2 separate regions of the Mus musculus genome follow, and region 2 is linked to region 1. The links are chromatin contacts, called in public promoter capture Hi-C maps. All regions are on one chromosome and are shown on one strand. The core of a region is the stretch at or near the end of the contact, and the rest is flanking DNA. Distances in the headings are between cores, read along the strand shown.

Region 1 (4,238 bases), core at 693-3,192:
GGTGACGGCCAAGGCGAGGCCCCAGAGTACCTGGCCTACTGCCAGGAGGAAGCTGGCTACTGAGCACCCAGCATGCCAGCTCCCCCACTGCATCAGCAGCCCTGTGTGGGCTTTGGGGTTTTCATTGTGTTTTGTGTTTGGAAACTGGTCATCTCTTTGTATCTCTCTCTGGCCTGGAACTCACTGCAATCCTCCTGCCTCAGCTTCCTAAGGGCTGGGATGACAGATCTGTGCTATCTATGCTCCTTCCTCACCCACCATGCCTCGCTTCCTTCCCAGGATTGACCCACCAGACAGGGGACATGGGTGTCCTTGGTGGGACAGTGAGGCTGTGCGTTTCCCAGTGGGCTGTGGGAGAGGCTGGCCCCAATGGGCTTCCTGTTTCTTCATCTCTTTCACATCAGTTTGTGGTTTGTGAACCCGGGGAAATTACAGGCAGTTTCAATGAAAGAAAACAAGGGGTTTTGTGGGGGTTTTGCCTCAAAAGTATTGGAGTACACTAGGCTTTAAAATACTGCAGGCATTCTGAGGGACTAAGTTTGCTTTCCCACGACTCTCAGACTTCACCCTCCTGTGCCCCGTGGGGAAACTGAGGCAAGCCAGATGTGACCCCAACGCCTGCAGCCCTCCCTCACTCCTCTGGTGTTTGAAGGCTTCCCTGCCCCTGTGCAGGCCCTGATTAGGTGTGCTAGAGTCTGGGCCTCGGAAGGGGCCACACATGACCCACACGGGCCCCTGCACTGCCAGAAAATGTGAAATTCCCTGTGTGGACCAAAAAAACAAAAAAAAAAACAAAAACAAAACAAAAACAAAAACAATAAAAACCTCTGTTTCTAAGAGTAAAGTACATTCCTGAGTTTGGCCGTGATGGAGGGGGCGCTGTCTAGAAGCAAGGTGCAAGCCCTGCACAAAAGTTAGGGAGAAGGCGAGAAACAGACACAGTTGAATGAATGATGTGAGATAGATCGGGGCTAGGGTGGAGAAAGAGGCTGAGTCTCCCTCACCAGCTTCCTTCGAACTCCTATGCATCTGCAAAACCCCAACTTCTAAGGCCCCCTAACTCACGCTTGCCAGGGTGATCTACACCCATCTCCCTCTATGCTTTGTGAAATAAACCAGTTTTTTTTTTCCAGAGTAGGAGACATCTGAGAATCTTGCCTACAATCCAGGCAACTATTGATTCTAATCTTAGGATATTGGGCTGCCACCTGATTCTGAAATTGTCTAGACCAGAGGATGTTGCTAAAATGAATGTGCAGGTCCTTGAAGCTCTACTTTGGAGATGAGCTCACAGAGGCTGTGGTACAATTCTGGCTGGTGGCAGGAGATGGCACAGGATACAAAGACCTTGTGCAAACCTTCCGACCTAAACTTGGTCTTTGCCTGAGGTCCCACATCATGGTAGGCAAGAATAGACTCCAGGAAATGGTCCTCTGACCTCCACAGATATGCCATGCATGCATGTGTCCTACCCTAATAAGCAAATTAATTAAATTTAAAAACAAAGGTTACTTGTGGTGGCACACGCCTTTAATCCCAGCACTCAGGAGGCAGAGGCAGGCGGATCTCTGTGAGACCAGCCTGGTCTAAGCAGTGATTTCCAGGCCTACCACAGCAGTGTGAGCCACTCTCAAAATTAAAAAGTATTTTTAAAAAGGAGTCCTTGGGGAGAGGAGACAGGAATGTCTTGCTGTGGGGAGCTGCCATTTCAAGATGTGAACTCACAGGTGACCCGTTGTCCCCCTCTTTGTCGTGTCCCAGTGAAGCCAAACTGATGCAGCAGGAATCCTGTTGTCCCTTTAAGAAACCCGGCTCGGAGAGGCGGGCTGTGGTCCCGCCTCCTCCAATGGCAAAGTCGCCTGAGTAGCAGGTGCAATATCCAATAGTAGCGTTAGGGGGCGGGGCTGGGTGCTCCTTAGGGCACCGGGTTGCGAAGGGCGTCGTCCGCAATTGAGCGGGGCTCCACTTAAAGGGGCCGCGCTCCCCCGCCGAGGCCGAGAGGAGCGAAAGTGGATGGAGTTTGGGGGCCTCAGAACGGTGAGAAAATCCCCGAGAGGGTGGAAGGTGGAGCCTGGAGATCTGGGGATGCTGTGGGGTGAGGGTGGGCTGAGCCACGTTCCCTGATAATTTGGGGTTCCAGGTGCCTACTCTCCCTTGCCCTTCCTTATCCTTCCGGGGAGTGTGGGAAAAATGGACCACCGATCCTCACAGCGGTCATCTGGTCACCTCGAGGGACCTCTGCCAACCTACACCTCCAGTGTCCCACTTTCCAAATGAGGCCTGTCACCCCCCACCCCCCAGATCTCAAATTTCACTTTATGAAAGAAAAAAGTCCCCGAGTGGAAGCCGCCAATTTCCATGTAGATGGTTAAACTTTGGCAATTTCCCTCTCTGTCAGCCTCAGTTTCCCTATCGGTATCATGAAGCAGGCCACAGGCATACAGTTCCGGGGGGAAATAAAATAACGAAATCAGGAATGGCGTGCTCAAGGAGCCTGTCCCTGACTCCTCCTAGCCGGCGGTCTTCTGTACCCTCCTTTTGACTCCGGAGGGCGGGCCCTCCTTCTTCTCTGGTTTCCTTGGGAGCGTGACTTTGCCCCTTTTTGAGCCTCAGTTCCCATCTCTTAAAAAATAGAAGGCCAGCTGCAAATGACACAGACTCCGGGTCTCACCGGGGGCCACCTGGGGCGAACGGAACCGAGACCCCGGTCTGGTATGAGGCTGACCGTGGAGCCCCGAGCCCCAAGCCCCAAGCTTTAAACCCAAGCTCCGCCCCCTAAGAATGCAAACAGGGTCTTCCAGACCCCAGCCTTCATCGATAGCCCTTCCAGCCAATCAGCTACGAGGACGGCTGCGCGCCGGGTTCCCATTGGTCACTTCCCTAGTGAATTTCTTTCTATGGTGCCTTGTTTGCCGGGCTCTTTGCGGGAGATTTATTGAGGCTCAGCCCGATGTTCGGAAGGATGAGGATCAGAGACCCGCAGACATTTGTCTGGAGCCACACAGCTCACTCTCAGCCTTTTCTTTGTCCTGTCCTCTCCGCTGTTTCCGGTCCAGAGTCATCATGGCCTTAGGCACACAGCTGATGCTTCTGCTGTGGAAAAATTACACCTATCGACGGAGACAACCGGTAACGCCCGGGGTTTGCAGGTCGGGGGGGGGGCGATGGCAGGTGTCCATCACGGCCCCCCAAAGTCTCCTACCCATTCTCTCCCCAGATCCAACTACTAGTGGAGTTGCTTTGGCCCCTCTTCCTCTTCTTCATCCTAGTGGCTGTCCGTCACTCCCACCCCCCTCTGGAGCATCACGAATGTGAGCCGCTGTGTGTGTGGTGGGACAGTGACAAGCCTCTCCCGCCCTGCTTGGCGCTGGGGTCTGAGCTGGGTGTGGCGGGTGGCCATATCATTTAATGAGCTGATAATAGAAGTGAGGGCGACTATGAGCAGATGTCTCCCCGCTCCAGGCCACTTTCCAAACAAGCCATTACCATCGGCGGGCACGGTGCCCTGGCTGCAGGGCCTTGTCTGCAACGTAAACAACTCCTGCTTCCAGCACCCAACGCCTGGCGAGAAGCCTGGGGTCCTGAGTAACTTTAAGGATTCCTTGTGAGTGAACTTGGCAGGTGGGGGCTGGCTGGTGAATGGGGTCCTGGACTCTTGAGGCCCCGCCTCCCACTCCCTCTCTGCTCCCCAGGATCTCGAGGCTCCTCGCTGATACCCGCACAGTGCTCGGGGGCCACAGCATCCAGGACATGCTGGATGCCCTGGGGAAACTGATCCCCGTGCTCAGGGCAGTTGGAGGTGGAGGTAGAGACCTGGGGCTGTAAATCGGGCAGGGGGTTGGGGAGGAGGCTGAGCTGCAGGCTGAGCTTGGCTGCCTGTTGGCATCCCCTCCCCTCAGCACGACCACAGGAGAGTGACCAGCCGACCAGTCAAGGGTCAGTGACTAAGCTTCTGGAGAAGATCCTGCAAAGGGTGAGGGGGGGCTGGCGCGAGGAACTCCCGTGGCCGCCTGGGATGAGCCCTTGCCCCTTTCAACTCCTCCATTCCTCATTTGTAAAGCGGGGTGATAGGAGCTCGGTGGGGATCAGTGGGGGGAGTGCTCACCTCCATTCTGGCTCTGTGGGAGGATCATGGGTCCAAGGTCATTTATGGCCAGGGGACTACTGAGCAGTCCACCCAGGTCTCACCCATCGTTGCTTCACAGGCATCCCTGGATCCTGTGCTGGGTCAAGCCCAG
Region 2 (4,238 bases), core at 473-2,972, 620 kb after region 1:
TCTCAGACCAAGTGGCCCGTTGTCCTCTCCTGAGTACTGCCCTTCCTGGAACAATGGCGCAGGTCCCTCTTTGCTCCATTCACACTGGCCTCCCACACTGCCCTGTCCCCAAAGTCCCTAATACAATCCCACACTGTGACCCAGTCTCTGCCTTCTTTTTAATCTTCTCTAGTTTTTTGTTGGTTGGTTGGTTTGCTTTTTGTTTGTTTGTTTGTTTGTTTGTTTGTTTTTTGGTTTTTCGAGACAGGGTTTCTCTGTGTAGCCCTGGCTGTCCTGGAACTCACTCTGCAGACCAGGCTGGCCTCGAACTCAGAAATCCACCTGCCTCTGCCTCCCAAGTGCTGGGATTAAAGGCGTGTGCCACCAGGCATGATGGTTTGCTTTTTTAAAACAAGGCCTCCTGTAGCACAGGCTGGCCTTGAACTATTGATTGTCTTGCATCCACCTTTTTTTGGGGGGTACTGGACGTCAAGATAGGGTTTCTCTGTGTAGCCCTGCCTCTTCTGAAACTCACTCTGTAAACTAGGCTGGCCTTGAATTCACAGAAGTCCTTCTGCCTTTGCCTTTCAAGTGCCACTGCTCCACTTTTGCCTCAGCTGTCTACATGCTGGGATAACAGGTATATTGGAGCACTCTGCACTGAGCTGTTCTTTATTGGTGCATTCCAGTCACATCTCTTTCTGGTGTCCTTGTTACCTCATCTGCTGGCTGGACAGGATGCTAGGGACACAGTGCAGAACATGTTCATCTCAACTCGGGAAGAGATTTGGAAGTTTCTCCCTGGAGTTTTCATTTAGGACGGTTCCTCTAATCTTTAGAACGCACTGGAATGCTTTAAAATGGGGAAATAGAGGAAAGTTATATATAGAAACACTGTTGTCAGAATCTGGGGGATTGGGGAGGGTTCCTTGCCAGAGTCCACCTTTTCTCAGGATGGTAAGTAGATAAAACATACTTGTCTCTTCCCTCCAAAGCAGACATTACCAATCAACCACTCATTCTAACAATCTCTGGGCCGACATCACCAATCAATTGATGAATGAATGATTTCCTCCATGCTTTGCATAGGACAGAATTAAGCAAGCAATCTGCCAGCCAATGTCTTCCATTCTATGGGCAGGGTGGGCATCACAAATCAACTGATGGACAAATATCTTCCTCCATTCTTTGCACAGGGCAAAGATTAGCAGTTAATCTCACAGTCAGTGATGCCCTCTTCCACTCTGCGTACAGGTCAGGCATCAATAATTAAGTCAGTATGTCAGTGATGGCCTCCCTCCTACGTATAGGGAAGATCAAGTCAAGTGGCATCCAAAGGAAAGCACATGGCAGCTCAATTCCAATTCCACTTTTTAGACATGAGGCTGAGGCCCAGGACTTTGTGCAGGCACACCCCAAAACAAAGTGAACTCTGGCAGGGCAGTGCCTATGGCTCCCACACGCATCCCTGGGAATTAGCTTGGGCTCTAGCTCCAGGTGCAACATCAAGAAAAAAACGGCATTGAGTCTTCCAAGGCCGGTTCTTGCTGGATGACCCAGACTATCCTGTCCCCTTAGAGGGAAACTACCATGGTTGGGATGGGGTGGGGAGCTGGGCATCCTGCCACTCTGAGGGAGGAAGCCGTTTGTAACCGGAGTCTCCGAGAATATCAGTGCAGGGTGAGGGCAGCTGTCATCTGCTCGCTCAGCATCCTGTGCCTTTTGCTCGGGACAGGATGTTGTCAAGCTGAGCTCTCTCTGCTTCCTCCAACTACCAAGAGCTCCACTTACAAGCAAGTGATGAAGTCACCTGGTCTGCGGGAGCTTTCTACCCTGGTGTCTGGGTGGGGGCTCAGCGGGTCCTACTCACCTAGCACACATTCTCAGGAGATTAGGAGTTCTAGGTCACACTCTGCTACATACAAGGTTTGAGACCATGAGATTCTGATTTAAAAAAAAAAAAAAAAAGGCCGGGCGTGGTGGCTCACACCTTTAATCCCAGCACTCAGGAGGCAGAGGCAGGCAGATTTCTGAGTTCGAGGCCAGCCTGGTCTACAGAGTGAATTCCAGGTCAGCCAGGGCTATACAGAGAAACCCTGTCTCAAAAAAACCAATAAATAAATAAAAAAATAAAAAATCTTGGAGTCTGGAGAGAGCTCTGCACTGGCTGCTCTTCCAGAGGACCCAGGTTCAATTCCCAGCAACCACAGGACAGCTAACAACTGTCTGAAACTCCAATCCCAGGGGACCCAACACCTTTACACAGACATGTACACAGGCAAAACACCAATACACATGAAATAAAAATAAGCAAGCCAGGCATGGTGGCTCATGCTTTTAATCCCAGCACTCGGGAGGCAGAGGCAGGCGGATTTCTGAGTTCGAGGCCAGCCTGGTCTACAGAGTGAGTTCCAGGACAGCCAGGGCTATACAGAGAAACCCTGTCTCAAAAAAAAAAGGAAAAAAAATAAACATAAAAAAATCTTGGGCAGTGGTGGTGCAGCCTTTAATCCCAGCAGTTGGGGAGGCAGAGGCAGGCGGACTTCTGAGTTCAAGGCCAGTCTGGTCTACAAATGAGTCCTAGGAAAGCCAGGGCTACACAGAGAAACCCTGTCTCAAAAAACCCAAAAATAAATAAATAAATAAATAAATAAATAATATATTCTTGGTGGTGCACACAAACTTTTATTTCTAGTACATGGGAGGCTAAGACAGGAGGATCTCTGTGAGTCCAGGACTACATAGAAAGTGTCAGGTCAGTCTGGACTACACAGTGGAATCCTGTATACACACACACACACACAGTCACCAAGCAAACAAAAACTTCTTGGCTTGCTGGGATGACCTGAGCTCAATACTCAAACCCTACACAAGGCAGAGGGAGATGAGCTCCATTACCTTAACGTGTGCTGTGGCACATGCAAGTGTACATACACACCCCACATACAAAATAAAATCTTAAAATATTCTAATATCTGCTGAGAATGACTGTGTATCAGCTGTTGCCCAACACCTGATTGGTGAATTGTCACAAACTAAACCTCACCCTGGGCCACAGAAAGTGTGTCTCAGGCCAATGTGGACCTGCACAGTGCCAATCAAAACAAACTCAAGCCCAAGCAAACAGTGTAGGTGCAGGAAGAACGGGAGAAAACGCCAGCATTTCAGAGAAGCAACTGAGCCAGCAGCCTGATCGAAGCTGCACATAAGCAGGAATAGTTCCAGCTGACTTCACTGGCTCTTTCTGCCATTTAAAAGACTTTGTGACGCGGCCTCTGTAGCCCAGGCTAGTCAGTGTGAGATTACAGTCTATGGGCTCCAACTTGACTAGATGTGGATTCCGGACAACCTCATGGTTGTCAGGGGAGGATCATCCGCTCAGGGTTGGCCAATCAGAGTGGGCAAAGGGGTCAGGCTAAATTATCCCAGGGGAGGATCTGATTGGATTGTGTTGGGCCAATAAGGTAGGTTGGGTGGTCCTGAGGTCCAGGAGCTGGGTACTGCAAAAGCTCCTCCTTCAGGTGTCCCCTTCTTTCTCCCTGTTACCCCACTGGCCCTCACTGCTTCACAAAAGCAAGAACTGTGGTTTCACCCATCTTGCTCCTTCCCCACCCCACTTGAGCTCATACCACTCCCTTAGCTGCAGCCCTGAAATGGTTTGAGGACACTCCACCCCACTACAGCTGACATTGGGAGGTCGTAGTATCCGCCACTTAGAAGCATGGGAACAGGGTGTTGTTAGATGAATCCATAGTCTTTCTCGAAACCTTCAGTGTCTATATCGGAACATAGAAGGGAGTCTTAAATGAGGGAAACCGAGACTCCCCAGCCTGCAGCAGGCAACCTGGGGCTGGTCCAAGTTCTGCAGGGACTGCCCTGCCAAGAACAGTCTCTTGTACCTAGTTGGGAAGATAGCTCGCAGTGTTTCATTTACTCTTGGATTCCCACCATGTACCCACAGGTCTTGCCATTAACTTAAAGTTAGAGGAAGACAGTTGAGGACCAGAGAGGGCGATTGGTCTACAGTCACATGTGTTGTTACTGCCTGGACCGGCTCTAATCCCGGCCTCAACTCCTGTATACTTTCAGCTCCACAGCCACTCGCTGGTTTGAAGACGTAAGTTACCAACCCGCCCATCCAAGGAGGAGTTCCTGAAGAGTAGGGGGATAAAGTAAGGTCATGATGTCTGCAGAACGAAAAGTTTGACTTCTCCAACATCTGTGAGACTGTGTTCATTAACTGATTCATTCAAGCAGTC

The links. Promoter capture Hi-C pulls out the DNA fragments that hold promoters and counts their contacts.
Region 2: a contact with region 1 is called in a promoter capture Hi-C map of liver, with 4 times the contacts expected there. The contact joins the enhancer-like site here to the promoter of Abca7 in region 1. A contact is called at or near these places in 8 of 39 promoter capture datasets (the C10 cell line, the HPC-7 cell line, cranial neural crest and 5 more), 1 of 484 Hi-C or Micro-C datasets (B cells), 2 of 115 datasets of contacts at active chromatin or transcription factors (effector CD8 T cells and memory CD8 T cells) and 2 of 9 other capture datasets (liver and pancreatic islet).

The regions. Positions count from the first base shown.
Region 1 is chr10:79,994,552-79,998,789 of GRCm38.p6, forward strand. It overlaps Abca7 (ATP-binding cassette, sub-family A (ABC1), member 7), which reads left to right and starts at 1,943. Exons shown (of 47, transcript NM_001347081.2): 1 at 1,943-2,037; 2 at 3,057-3,129; 3 at 3,218-3,311; 4 at 3,463-3,604; 5 at 3,693-3,805; 6 at 3,900-3,973; 7 at 4,206-4,238. The coding sequence starts at 3,064. Cnn2 (calponin 2) reads left to right here. Exons shown (of 7, transcript NM_007725.2): 7 at 1-849. The coding sequence ends at 63.
Region 2 is chr10:80,616,714-80,620,951 of GRCm38.p6, forward strand. All of the region lies in intron 1 of Gm31298 (a long non-coding RNA gene), which reads right to left. Among named protein-coding and RNA genes, the nearest start is that of Gm31298, 3.9 kb to the right of the region's middle. Within about 2 kb of position 1,723, at least 45 of the 459 cell types and tissues checked have an H3K27ac peak or open chromatin away from gene starts, as enhancers often do. A contact at or near this core is called in B cells, effector CD8 T cells, liver and 1 more, where this site is marked.